Regions from separate parts of the Sus scrofa genome. Here region 2 is linked to region 1. Evidence: chromatin contacts called from public Hi-C data. All regions are on one chromosome and are shown on one strand. The core of a region is the stretch at or near the end of the contact, and the rest is flanking DNA. Distances in the headings are between cores, read along the strand shown. Region 1 overlaps LOC106509506 (a long non-coding RNA gene). Region 2 holds the start of RGMB (RGM domain family member B).

Region 1 (6,309 bases), core at 1,682-4,181:
CTAGGGGGCTCAATCAGAGCTATAGCTGCCAGCCTCCTGCCACAGCCACAGCAATGAGGGATCCAAGCCATGTCTGTGACCTACACCACAGCTCACAGCAATGCTGGATTCTTACCCCACTGAGTGAGGCCAGGGATCAAACCTGCATCCTCATGGATTTTAGTTGGATTCCTTACTGCTGAGCCACAATGGGAACTTCCAAAAATATCCAACTTTTTAATCATGTGGTTGGCTTGTTATGAATAACAAAAGACATTACTCTGAGAAAATTTTGAGCCTAAACTTTGAAGAAAAATAAATACCTGGTTATTCAAACTTGCCCAATATTTAAAAATGTGAATTCAATTTAAACAATGATCTTTATTTTATTTTTTTAATAAAATGAAATATCTTGAAAACAGCATAAAAATAGTATCAAAAAGAATGTCAGTAATTTCAAAATAATTATTGCTAGTGTGTCTACATATGTATTTTGGGGATATTTGGCAAAAGTATAGAATTCATAAATGAACTTCAATTCTGGAGAAATTCTCCCTCTTTCCCCCTCTCTCCCTGTTTCCATGCCCCCTTTCCTTTCCCCTTAAACAGAATATCCACCACCCAAATGCAATAGAAACATAAAGTTCCACCTCTCCACATGGCAAAGACATTTTTAAATCCAGTTCAGACCTGGTCAGGTCTAGAACTAACCAGAAAAAATTCTACCATAGCCACATGAAAAAAGGATTTTTTTTTTTTTTTTTTTGGCTTTTTAGGGCCACCCTGTGGCATATGGAGGTTCCCAGTTTAGGCCTATAATTGGAGCTATAGATGCTGGCCTATGCCACAGCAATGCCAGATCCGAGCCATGTCTGAGACCTACACCACACCTCACGGCAACGCCAGATCCTTAACCCAGTGATTGAGGCCAGGGAGCAAGCGAACCTGCAACCTCATGGTTCCTAGTCGGATTCATTTCTGCTGTGCCACAATGGGAATTCTGAGAAAACAGAATCTTCAAAATATATGTTCATGCTTACATCAGTGTGTGTATGTGTATTTTTGTAGGTATATGTATATATGTGTAAGAACATATTATTAGATCAAATAGCAGATAAATTCCAACTACTTCAAAATAGGAGAGGCAAATGCTTAAGACATGGTGAAATTTATGAAGGAAACTACCAACTAGCCAAACAGACTTCCAAGTTTTGCAAAGCACATTCACCAAAGCCATCATGCTTCATTTAAAATATTTAACAGGAGTTCCCATCGTGGTGCAGAGGTTAACGAATCCGACTAGGAACCATGAGGTTTCTGGTTCAATCCCTGACCTTGCTCAATGGGTTAAGGATCCGGCGTTGCTGTGAGCTGTGGTGTAGCTTGCAGACGCAGCTCAGATCCCATGTTGCAGTGGCTCTGGTATAGCTGAGGGTAACAGCTCCAATTAGACCCCTAGCCTGGGAACCTTCATATTCCACTGGAGCGGCCCTAGAAAAGGCAAAAAGACAAAAAATTTTAAAAAAATAAAAAATAAATTATTTGGAAAACTAAAAAGTGTTTTAAATTAATGGATATTTTTATTTGCCTGACAGATAAAAGGTCACATACACTATTAAAACTTGAAGGTTTTCACCTGTTCCTTTCTGGACTGGCTTACATGTGCTAAGATGAAAGTTATATGTAGCTTTTTCTCATTCCCACTTGAAAAAAAAGTATTAGGTGATTACAAAGCTCAATTACCATCTTATTAGATGAAGTAGATCTTATCTCTTCACATTTTAAGATTCCAATAAAAGTCATGAACTTTTTCTCTGGAAAAGTGAAATTCATGTGAGTATAATTTGGGGTGGTTCACAGACACTATAAAGACCCAGGTAAAATCCTTAGGCAAGAGGGAGGAACATTGTAGACACATTCCCAGAATTACTCATGCTCAGACAGACTACGTTCTGAAAGTGTGACAGAATCAGCACACCTGCTCTGTTTTCCTCACTAGAGAAACTAATGCAAAGCATTTCTGTTTCCCTTTCGGCCACACAGAAATATCCAGTTTCTTAGTAGAATAGTCTAATTTACCACATTTTAAATTATATTATGAGGGTAAGTTTCCATTTCAAATTCTTAAAACTTTTGATTTACTTAAGACTGAGAGAAAAAGGAATTTAAAGAGGTTTGTATATCAAATTCACACCTGAATCCCTATAATTTCATCAAGCTATTATTTTACTCTCCAAAGGGAAAAAAAGGAATTATATAAGAGTTATGTATGTGTAAATATTTTTTCCCTAAATATAGGACTCATGCCTTCCATTTAACCAGTAAGAAATATAAAACAATCACTGCTGATGATCCCACATATTTAGCAATTGATCAAGTAGTAAATTCTCAGTTTCAGGTAGATTCACACACTTCCTAACTATTAAAGTGTATTTTTTCAAACTCTTAGAATGAAATCTTTGATCTATCTATATTATCTCAATGTATTATCTACCTTTACCTCAGGGTCTTACTAAAAAGAACAACTTGCAAATAGCTTCACAGACCCACTGACTCGGACTCTAAGGTATGGCATTTGGAATCAGCCTTTTCAGGAAGCTCTCAATGTTTTTCTAATTCACACAAAAGTCTTGTGACCTCCTTCACTGGAGATTCCTTCCAGCCCTATGATTTTATGATTCTGGTTTGTGACTAATCAGCCTAAATTTTAGTTGGTAGACCACATAACTCCCTGCCAAATTTTCTCTACCAAATATAGCAAGAGTTGACAGTTGCCCAAGCAGCAGTGGTCTTTGTGTGTGCCCATTCTAAAAGCAGCTGGGCCCGTGAGGCCTCAGCCCCAGCTGTCTGGAACTGGGCAGCAGGTGCTGAGATGGCCAGCTGTTCTCACAAGGCATGCCTGGCAGCTCTGCTTGCTCAGGTCTCAAATTTTCCCTTGGGTGGCCTTGCTTTTGTGGGTGGTCCAACTCAAGTCTAATCCTAGTGAGTGCATTCCAAAGCTGAAATACCCAAGGCCAGAGCTATATAGAGCACATGCATATGTTTCATGTTTATAAATATGTATTCACATATTGGATTGGATGACTGCTTAGTCCCATCCAGCCTTAAACTCTATGTGTGTGTTTGTGTGTGTGTGCGTACTCATATATAATTATTATGCATAAATTCTCATACATGATTTTTAGTTGCTGATGAAGATGGGCATGGTCCAACTGTCTCTACACTTTCTAAATTTTAATTTTTTTTAATTAAGCCTATTTTTAAGAATAGGACTTTTTAAAAAAGGACCTAAATAACTCCAAAATTCTACCAGATTAAAATAACTGCATCTAAGCAATCCCAGAGAAAAGATAATTTTGTGGCAACAAATTCCAATGTGTACAGAACATAAAAATTTATAAAAATGGAGAAGGATGAGGAAAATGCATGTTTTTGCAAGACTGGTTGTAGTTTTAAATTACTATTCTCATTTTTCTTCTTTTTTAAGTGGCAAAATAATATATACTATAACAATATAATAGTATATTAAATTTGTAAAATTATTGCAAAATTAGATTTAAACTTAAAAGTGATATTTTAGCACACTGACTTTAAATATTTGTTATATTTATATTATGCTCAAGATTATTTTCTTCTATAGTAATAAGGTTATTTTCTTCTATAGTAATAAGGATGAGAAACTACACAATTTAAAATTGTAAGATAATCGTTTGCTGAGAAGATTTCTCAACATTAGAAATAAATTGATAGCTGTCTGTTGACTTTATAGAATTAATCTCAGATACTATGGTAAAAGGGTAAAGTATACAGTCCTTTAATACTCTGAGTCAGTAGTTGTTAATCTGCTTCATTCACACACTGAAAATATGATTGAATTAGATAGATTGAAAAACCTTATTTTTTAAGTACTTGATTTTTTTTAAAACTTCTTATGCTAGGTTGCATTTTTTAAAAAATCATGATTCTTTCAAGAAACCATAACTTTGTAAACAATGATTTCTAGTACTACATAAAATATGATGAAAATACATAATGATTCTTTTGGAGGAGAATGCAAGAACTATACACTAGCCTATACCAAAAATATTTGAACAAAATACAAAACGTTGTAGTAGAATGAGTGACACTTTGTCTGAAAGAGGAAAGATTGTACTTTGCACATATACTGTCAAAAATAAATGTGGTTTAATGCATATATTTGTTGTAAATTATAGTTAAGTTATTATTTTAACCAAATTAATAGCTTACTTCAAATGCCTATAAAGCTATTAGCATAGCTGAAATGGGCTTACACAGATGGTCTGTCTATAGGTTATAAATGAGGAGGAAATTTAGTGGTTGGATATTTAATTTAATCAATACGACATGCAAAGTGATGGGAATAAATTGATGTGTAACCCTGAATTGCCTGGGGTATCTACATTGATCCACTTAAGTGATGAAACCATGAACTTCACTCATTTTATGGGAATTAGAGAACTCCTATTAAGAAAAATGTGGCAAAAGCAGCTGTGATCTCCAGGGCTTCCTATCAGATATTCTGGGTCTTTCTTTTATTCCATGCTGGGCAAGCTTCCCAAGTCCCTAAGGCTCTCAGTTCCCTCATGCTCCCAGTTATCTACTCCATAAATGGATTCTTATTCCGAAGAAGTTATCTCAGATGAAGCCACCAAAAGTGTAGGCATAAATTAGTATGTTTTGTGGTGACAAATCCATATGGCACAAATTGTTAACCATACACACAATTTGTACAATAGATCTCTAAAATTTTTCCATCTTGCATTACTAAAAATCTAAACCCATTCAACAGCAATTCTCTTATTTTCCCCTCTCCTGGACCTCTGGTAACCACCATTCTATTTTCTGTTTATTTGAGTTTAACTGTTTTATATATGTAGTATAAGTGGAGTCATACGGTATTTGTCCTCCTGTAACTGATGTATTCACTTAGTATAAAGTCCTCAAGGTTTATCCGTGTTGTAAAATATGACAGAATTTCCCTCTTTTTATAGCTGAATAATATTCCATTGTTTGTATGTGTATGTCTCTGTATATACACACACACACATAAACATAGACCCACACATACATACAAACATATATGCCACATTTTCTTTATCCATTCACCTGTTGAAAGATGATCTACTCATCTTTATCCATTCATCTGTTTAAGTAGCCACCTGCTACTTTCCTTTGTTCTCAGTGGTCCACAGGTATCCAAACTATTCTGGTCTGTCAGCACTCTGGGTGAGTCCAGGCAGAAACCATTTCCTTGGGCAGTACTCTGAAGGGCTGGAATGTTGGAGGCATGCTCCACTCTGCTTCCACCCTGAGGGAAATGTTGTGAGCTGGGGTGTTCTCTTCTAGCACCGAACTATGCAGTCCTAGGAGAGGGGTTGAGGTCTTTAACATGAAATTGCTTTCCTTATCCATTTCAGTGCAGCTGTTCTGTGCTTTGTACCCGCCTACAGCTTTGCAGCTTCCTATGTGGATTCCAGAATCCTCATAAAGGTATTTTGGTCCATATAATGTTGTTAAACCATCATTTCTCTGAGCGGACAAAGGCTAGGACTTCTTATTCTGCCATCTTGCTAATGCCACTTCTCCAACATGCATGAATGTTTATAGCATTATCCTTATTAATATATGTTTAATTAATTAACTTTTTGGTAATCTTAAGACGCATGAAACAAAACACTGATTTTACGGTTTCATTCAACAGGTGAGAGAATGGGGGCCCCAGGGAAATTTGCTGGGGAGAAATCCCCTATGGATGTCCCTGCTCATACATTTAATGGACCATCTCCACATAAAGCCAGCCTTAACATATTCATAGTTTTTGTGATATATTCTATAAAATTCCACTACTACAAGAATAACTAGTGACTTAGGCTTCTTTTATGAAAGATGATATAATAGAAAGACTAAGGGCACAGGCTCTGAAGCCAAAAGCCTAGGTTAATATCCTAGTTTTGCTACTTCAGGTTGTGTATATTTAGGCATTCAATTATGGCATTAATCCCCCATGCCCCTATGCCTCACTATTCTCATTTCTTATAATAGCAATGATAAAGTCATAACAACAGAAACTCACTTAGCTATAATGAGTGCTAAAAGTTTCAATATTTGTCAAGCATTTAGAATATTGCCTGGAACATGGGGATTGTTAGAGATATAGGCTGTTACTATTATTTATAAGAATAGCTATTTTAAAACACAACATAAAATTTAAATGTGTGACCATTAAAATTGCCATAAACAATCTTAGAAGAGAAAAACATACTGAGAGAAAATATTTGCAACATAGGTAACAGATAAAGAGCTTTTATA
Region 2 (6,309 bases), core at 1,631-4,130, 470 kb after region 1:
GAGGAAAACAAGATTAAAACAAGATAAGAGAAAAAAGTCATGGAGCAGAAGTAAAATAAAGAATTTTGGGGAGTTCCCACTGTGGCTCAGTGGTAACACACTGGAATAGTATCCATCATGAGGACTTGGGTTCAATCCCTGGCCTCACTCAGTGGATTAAGGAATCTGGTGTCGCTGGTGTAGGTCACAGATGACGGCCGGGATCTTGTGTTGCTATGGCTGTGGCATGGGCTGGCGCCTCAGCTCTGATTCAACACCTAGCCTGGGAACTTCCATATGCCTCAGGTGTGGCCCTAAAAAAAGACAAAAAAAAAAAAGAAGAAGAAGAAGAAGAATTTTGGGAGGAAAAGATAAGCTGTATTCTTTTACTAATGGAATATAGTGTCTAATTAGAAATATAAATGTTTTTAACATATGTGAATGGGACAATCATGAGGGTGGGTATGACTGAATCAAATGAAAACAACAGAATTAGACAAGCTGAAATATTTCCCCACCGCTATTGCTGAAAGAACTTATATTCCCCAAATAAAAAGTGCACTTAAGAATTCCTTTAATGTATAATTTTCAAGTGTACATTGCCATGAAAGCTAAGCAATTAAAAAAAAAATCTTTTCTGAGAGTTCCCATTGTGGCACAGCAGAAACAAATTTAACTAGTATCCATGAGGATGAGGGTTCGATCCTTGGTCTTGCTCAATGAGTTAAGGATCTGGCGTTGCCGTGAACGTGGTCTAGGTCGTAGACGAGGCTTGGATCCCACTTTGCCATGGCTGTGGTGCAGGCTGGCAGCTGTAGCTCTGGTTAGATCCCTAGCCTAGGAACTTCCATATGCCTCGGGTGTGGCTCTAAAAAGTAAACATAAAAATTCCTTTCTGAAGAAAAATGGAGTTCCCTGGTGACAGCGGGTTAAGGTCTGGCATTGCTACTGCTGTGGCTCAGGTCACAGCTTTGCATGGGTTCGAGCCCTAGCCCCTGCATGGGCGTGGGTTCGAGCCCTAGCCTCTGTGTGCTACAAGCACAGTGGAAAAGAAACTGAAGAAGCTAGAGACTTGTAGTTTAAAAATTAGTACTTCATTATGTTTCACCCTTTTTTGTCTTGGTTTCAGAAAAGATTCTACTGAAAACAATCAAGGATGTCCAGAGGAAGAACTAAAGCTAAAGACTCCAAAGTGAGTAGTGAATTGAAAATTCTGGAAAGTATCATCAGGCTAAGGAAAAATTTAATGTATTGATTTGATTAATGCATTTACATGATGACTGACAAGAGAGCATACAGGTTCCACTGACCAATAGTTATATGAAGAGGCTGGTGGAAAGGGGATTCTGGCAGCTTGTGCCTACTAGTTACGTGTGAGTAAAGCCAGTTTTTGCAGGGCAGTGGTGAAGGACTGGGGCTGTATTAGAAAAGTCCTCTGGGCTAGCTTGCTTTGAACTCTTGTTCATCATTATTTTATGTGGCAGCTTTTCTTTGTGTTGGTGGAAAGGAAAAGAAAAACACAGGAGATTTGCCTTTAGATTCTAAATCAAAGCTCTGCTCTGCTGATTGCTGGAGTGGCTTTTCAAAGGCAAGCAAGTGGGGACATTAAAATTCCTTGCTTCTGTGCACCGGAGCTGAGGTTTATCATTTTTAAAATTCTAAGTAGCAAAAAGAGCATTTTTCAATGTATCTTATGTTTACCTCAAAACATCACTAGTATTTTTTTTTTTTCAATTTGATTGCCGTTTGGAGAAGATAAAACAAGGTGGGGAAATACTTAAAAAGGGAAAAGGATAACCTATAGAGAGGATGTGAGGAGGTATCTCTTGTCATGGGATTTCAGAACCATAAGGAATTAGGCCATTGGCCCTAACACACCCTTTTTGGTAGCGACCCCAAGTCAAAGACAGCAGTTGCTTAAGACTCCTATCCAGAAAGTCAGAACTAGACTCTCCTCGCTGGATTCCCACTCCGCCCTCTTTACGCTGCCCTATGCTGCCTCTAGCGTTTACATCGAGAAACTATAAAGGGTGGGGGCAGCAGATGGTGAAGAAAAGCTGGAGAGGGTCGGAGAAACTTCTAAGGCGAAAAGTTCAATACCTAGGTCAAGACGCTTGAATATTTATCTGCCTAGACAGAGAGAAGCAGCCTGCTCGTACCAGGCATTAAATGCATAGAACAGTAGCTACCGCTGAATACCTGGAATGCTTATTTTCCATTTTGGAAGATCAGCTAATCCCTTCTCTTTCGCCCTCCACGCCTTCTACTCTTATTCGAGTGATCGTCTTTCCTTGAACGTCGCGTGGGCTTGTTCTTTTATACCACACTTGCTCACCTGTGTCTTAGATGTATCTCTCAGTCCTGTCTCCCTCAATCCTGTCTCCCCTCCTATTTCCCAAATCGTTATCCTGGGTTTTCTTAAACTGTAAATTCAAGCCACATTTAGATGGACAGGAAAAGTCGCTGGATTCCTTATTTCGGCGAATGTCCAGAGGACTATTGCAGCCCCTTACCACCCCCACCCCCACCCCCATTTAACTATACTCGGAAGACCCTCAAGGAGCACTTATGGAAAGGAAAGGGTGATTTTGTGGCCGTCGGTGGAGAGCTAGAGCAAGTGGTGGAAGGAGAGGCAAGGGACCACATTTGTGCCTGTTCCGAGGCGCAGAGCAGAACAACCTGCACGCGTTCGCTGCCGCCCTGACCGAGGAATAGTGACCAACGAGGAATAGATTGGTGCCTCGGGTGGGTAAACACGGCCGGCCTGGAGAGCGGCGCAAAGGGTGGTGGTGGCAACGCGAAAGACCTCTTTGTGCAGGCCTTAGAGGGGTGGGAATGAGAGAGGCGCAAGCCCAGCGGGACCTGGAGTCTGGGGTTTTGGGTCGCCGCTACCCGCCACTCTGCAGCGGTGCCAGAAAGATCCGGGTTGTGCCGGCAGGGGGAGGTGTGACGCTGGAGGGGTGGGGTAGAGGTTCTTAGGTTTGGTCTTCGGAATCGGGGAGAAGAGAAAGCAGATTGGAGAAAGACGGAATTGAGGGATTTGCCTCCCGCCCCCTCCCCTAGGCGACAGAGACATCCCGGCAGCTGGAAGGGCACAGCCCCTCGCCCCGCGCTCTCTCAGCAGTTGCAGAATCGGGAGAGCAGCCCCCGAGGCGGAGCCTCCCTTCTGCCCTGGTTACCGCTGCCCCCACCTGGGGGAGAGAGGCGGGCGCCGTGCTGCCTCCCTCAGCGCCCCGGCCGCGTGGCTTGCGGCTTATTTTCCCAGCTGGCAAGCGTCGCGCTGCAGACAAGGGAATGCCTGTGGTGAGTTGTTTATTTTGTTGAAGTTTGCGGTGGGCCAGGGGGACGTGGGGGGCGAGCAGCAGGCAGCGGCCGGGACTATTTTGTTTAGGTCTCGGTCCACCTGTGTGGTATAAATCTGCCAGTCTCAGGGCGGCGGGGGGCCAGGGTGTGAAAATCCCAACTCTGCAAAAGGCCCCTCCTTGCCACTTGCAGACCTAGAACCACATTTGATTCTCCACTCTTAGAATCATCTAGATCCCAGCTATCACTATCCCCATGCCCCTGATCAGTGCTTCCAGCACCGGTTGCAAACAGGGCTCGCGCTCCAAAGGAGAGTTAACGCCCACCGCCCAGAGACAGCTGGCTATTGAAATTCTTCCCGGATACCCTTCCCGGTTCCTTGAGGATAGTGGAGTTGAGGATTTGATATGAGGGGCGATCGTGAAATTACTGGAAACTTGTTTTAGTTGTTTCTGGTATGAAGTCGGTTCAGAGGTGTCAGGTCTGCCCTTTACTACAAACTAGGATTTGGGTTGGCCAGAGTTTCCCCGACTTGAGGCCGGGGCGAGTAAGCAGTCGGCTCCCAGGGGAACCCAGAGGAACCCCCGGGGCTGATAGCAGTCGCGGCACCGGCTGCGTTTGCCTGGAAGAAAAGCCTAAATACATTAGCGAGCTGGTAAAGCTTTTAGGGCCTTCTCGGGAGTGAGTGGCTGGCTAATGAGAGGTTAATTTTGTTTGGAAGGGAAGGCTGCGCTGGTTTCCTGAGATAAATGGACAGGAAGCGCATTACCTCCGCGCGCTGGCAAGCGACTCCCAAATGCTTTTTGCACCTGCCGTTTTGAGCGGTGCGAGCCACAGAGAAGCCTGCAGGGATAACTGGGGCCCGTTGTGTACGCTCGGGCGATGAGCTCTACGCTCACTCCGGGCCCTCTCTTTCTGGGGGCTCAGCGCTCACCCCCAGCTCTGGGACTCTTCTCTCACACCCAGGTCCTGCGCGTTACGGAACTCAGACACCCCTCGATACTGCCAAGTCCTCTCCAGGAGCGGAAGGGTTAAGAATGATGTAAGTACAATCCACTAGCTGCTTGCTGCTGGGCTGTCGGACTCGAGCTACTTCAGCCCCTGCTTTGCGTACGGTGGGCTGGGGAGCAGCGAGGGAGACTTTACTCTAGAATGGGTTGCACAAATCTCAATCCCGGGTGCGATTCTTGGCTCCTCTGACCCCGGTGATCTGTTAAGAGACCGACGTGTTAGATTTCTGGAAATGGAGATTCTGTATATTAACAGGAATTCAACTAAGATATCACATAAAGGTTCAGGAAAGGAAACCACATCTTGTTTACGATCCATTAATGTTCTGGCATGTGTTTTAATTCTGTCCATTTGGCATGTTCGTACCATGGGATGTTTTGCAATGTCCTCTAATTGTACTATTCTGGTCTCATCTTTTCTTCCTGAAAACAAAGATGAAGAAAGAAAGAGTACAAGTGGTAAGAAACAGGGTGGATTTTTGAGTTGCGCAAGCTGTCACTTAACGATTTTTTTCTGATTAAAATATAAAAACTTTTATAAGTAATCGATTTTATATTTGTGTTCTACCTCCGCTCCCCAGATTTTTCCTTGTAGAGTCTTAAAATCCTCCTTAATTTTCAGCACACTAGCTGGCAGAGTGAATGCACTGTAAGCGACCATTCACCGAGTTCTTGCTTTCCAAGCGATTTGGAATCTTGCTAACAGTCCGAATTTACCCCGAGAGTGTGTCACTAACCTAATGTCTTGAAAATAGGAACCACCTTGCGGTTTAATTGTGAAAATTAACATTTTCCTCTAACATACTGAACACTTATGCAGCAATAAAAAGTGAATTGTTAGGCTTATAAATCTTGAACTTGTCAAATTTTACAACAGACGAGCAATAAAGCACCTTAGAAGAAATGAAGTTTTTCCTCTAGAGAACAAGTTCCATTTCAGGACACTAGGATTTGCAGTGACTCGAGGGTGCCCTCTATTGATAAAATCTTAGAAAAGTTTTGTACTTAAGGAATAGGATGTAGAAGAAAGACGATGAAAAGGGGGACAATCAGAAAATCAGGAGGGAAAAGACTCAAACTATATTAAACTTGATCCTTAACTCTTACTTACATGTCTTAAAATATGGTCCAAAGAATGAGATTCTTCTTTCATAGGGGCCTAATTAAATCTTGGACTAAGGAAGAAGAAACACCTTACTGTTAGTCTTTGTTAGCAAAATACTATGAAATAGTGTTCACATTTGATTACTTCTAAAAAGAAAATTACCAGTATTTCATTAACCTTAGTTCATTTGTAATATGTAGTAATTGCAAGAGTATAAATTTTTGGTCTAACAGCATTTACTCCACAGTATCATCTAAAAATCATATCAGATAACTCCCCCAAAAATTTCTCCAGGCAACTCTGAAGCTACTGTTAAGCATATTATGGATATGCACAAAATTTAGGTTATATCTTGGGCAGTGAAAGGTGTGTTTACCACTTGAGTCATCACGGTATGTAATAAGTAAGAAATGAAAAGTTGCAGTAAAAATAGATGGGCATCCTTCATTAGGGACCTAGTGGTTTGTACAATTCAGAATGTGTCTAATGAGTAACCTGGAGCGATGGAAGGTTTGCCTTCAATTATCCTGGTCCATTGATTAGCACTTTGTAACATATGGAATATTAACGTGTCTGTAGTTGATAGGAAATTCCTAATTAGAGATTGTGAGTAATGTAGCAGGTAGAGTTGCAGACTGGGGCTTGGATGTAAGTGAGGATGCCCTGAGCCGTTTGGGGAAGAGCAAAGACAAGGGCACTATGAAGTGGCTCCCGGCCTTTGAAGCTGTTCTTGAGATTAGATACCACTTCACACCTGCAGATAACAAATTGGAAGCTATCACCAACTTCACAACATGCTTTCCTCTGTCTCCACTGGCAACCTCTTTTCTGACAATTGGTTTCCCCCTCATTTTTGGATCTCATCCAATCGCAAAAGTAGAAACTGACCTGCCATTGAATTTATCTGCTAAT

What was found. A called contact is a pair of places that touch in the nucleus more often than the background predicts.
Region 2: a contact with region 1 is called in a Hi-C map of fetal skeletal muscle, with 2.9 times the contacts expected there. The contact joins the promoter of RGMB here to the enhancer-like site in region 1. A contact is called at or near these places in 3 of 47 Hi-C or Micro-C datasets (embryonic fibroblasts, fetal skeletal muscle and skeletal muscle) and 1 of 2 datasets of contacts at active chromatin or transcription factors (skeletal muscle).

What each region holds. Positions count from the first base shown.
Region 1 is chr2:104,566,545-104,572,853 of Sscrofa11.1, forward strand. The region is part of intron 3 of LOC106509506 (a long non-coding RNA gene); the gene reads left to right. Among named protein-coding and RNA genes, the nearest start is that of RGMB, 470 kb to the right of the region's middle. Within about 2 kb of position 2,932, at least 5 of the 83 cell types and tissues checked have an H3K27ac peak or open chromatin away from gene starts, as enhancers often do. A contact at or near this core is called in fetal skeletal muscle, where this site is marked.
Region 2 is chr2:105,039,599-105,045,907 of Sscrofa11.1, forward strand. RGMB (RGM domain family member B) reads left to right here and starts at 2,881. Exons shown (of 6, transcript XM_003480881.4): 1 at 2,881-3,282; 2 at 4,249-4,324. The coding sequence starts at 4,320. It overlaps LOC106509507 (a long non-coding RNA gene), which reads right to left. Exons shown (of 3, transcript XR_001307107.2): 2 at 5,404-5,467; 3 at 4,600-4,715.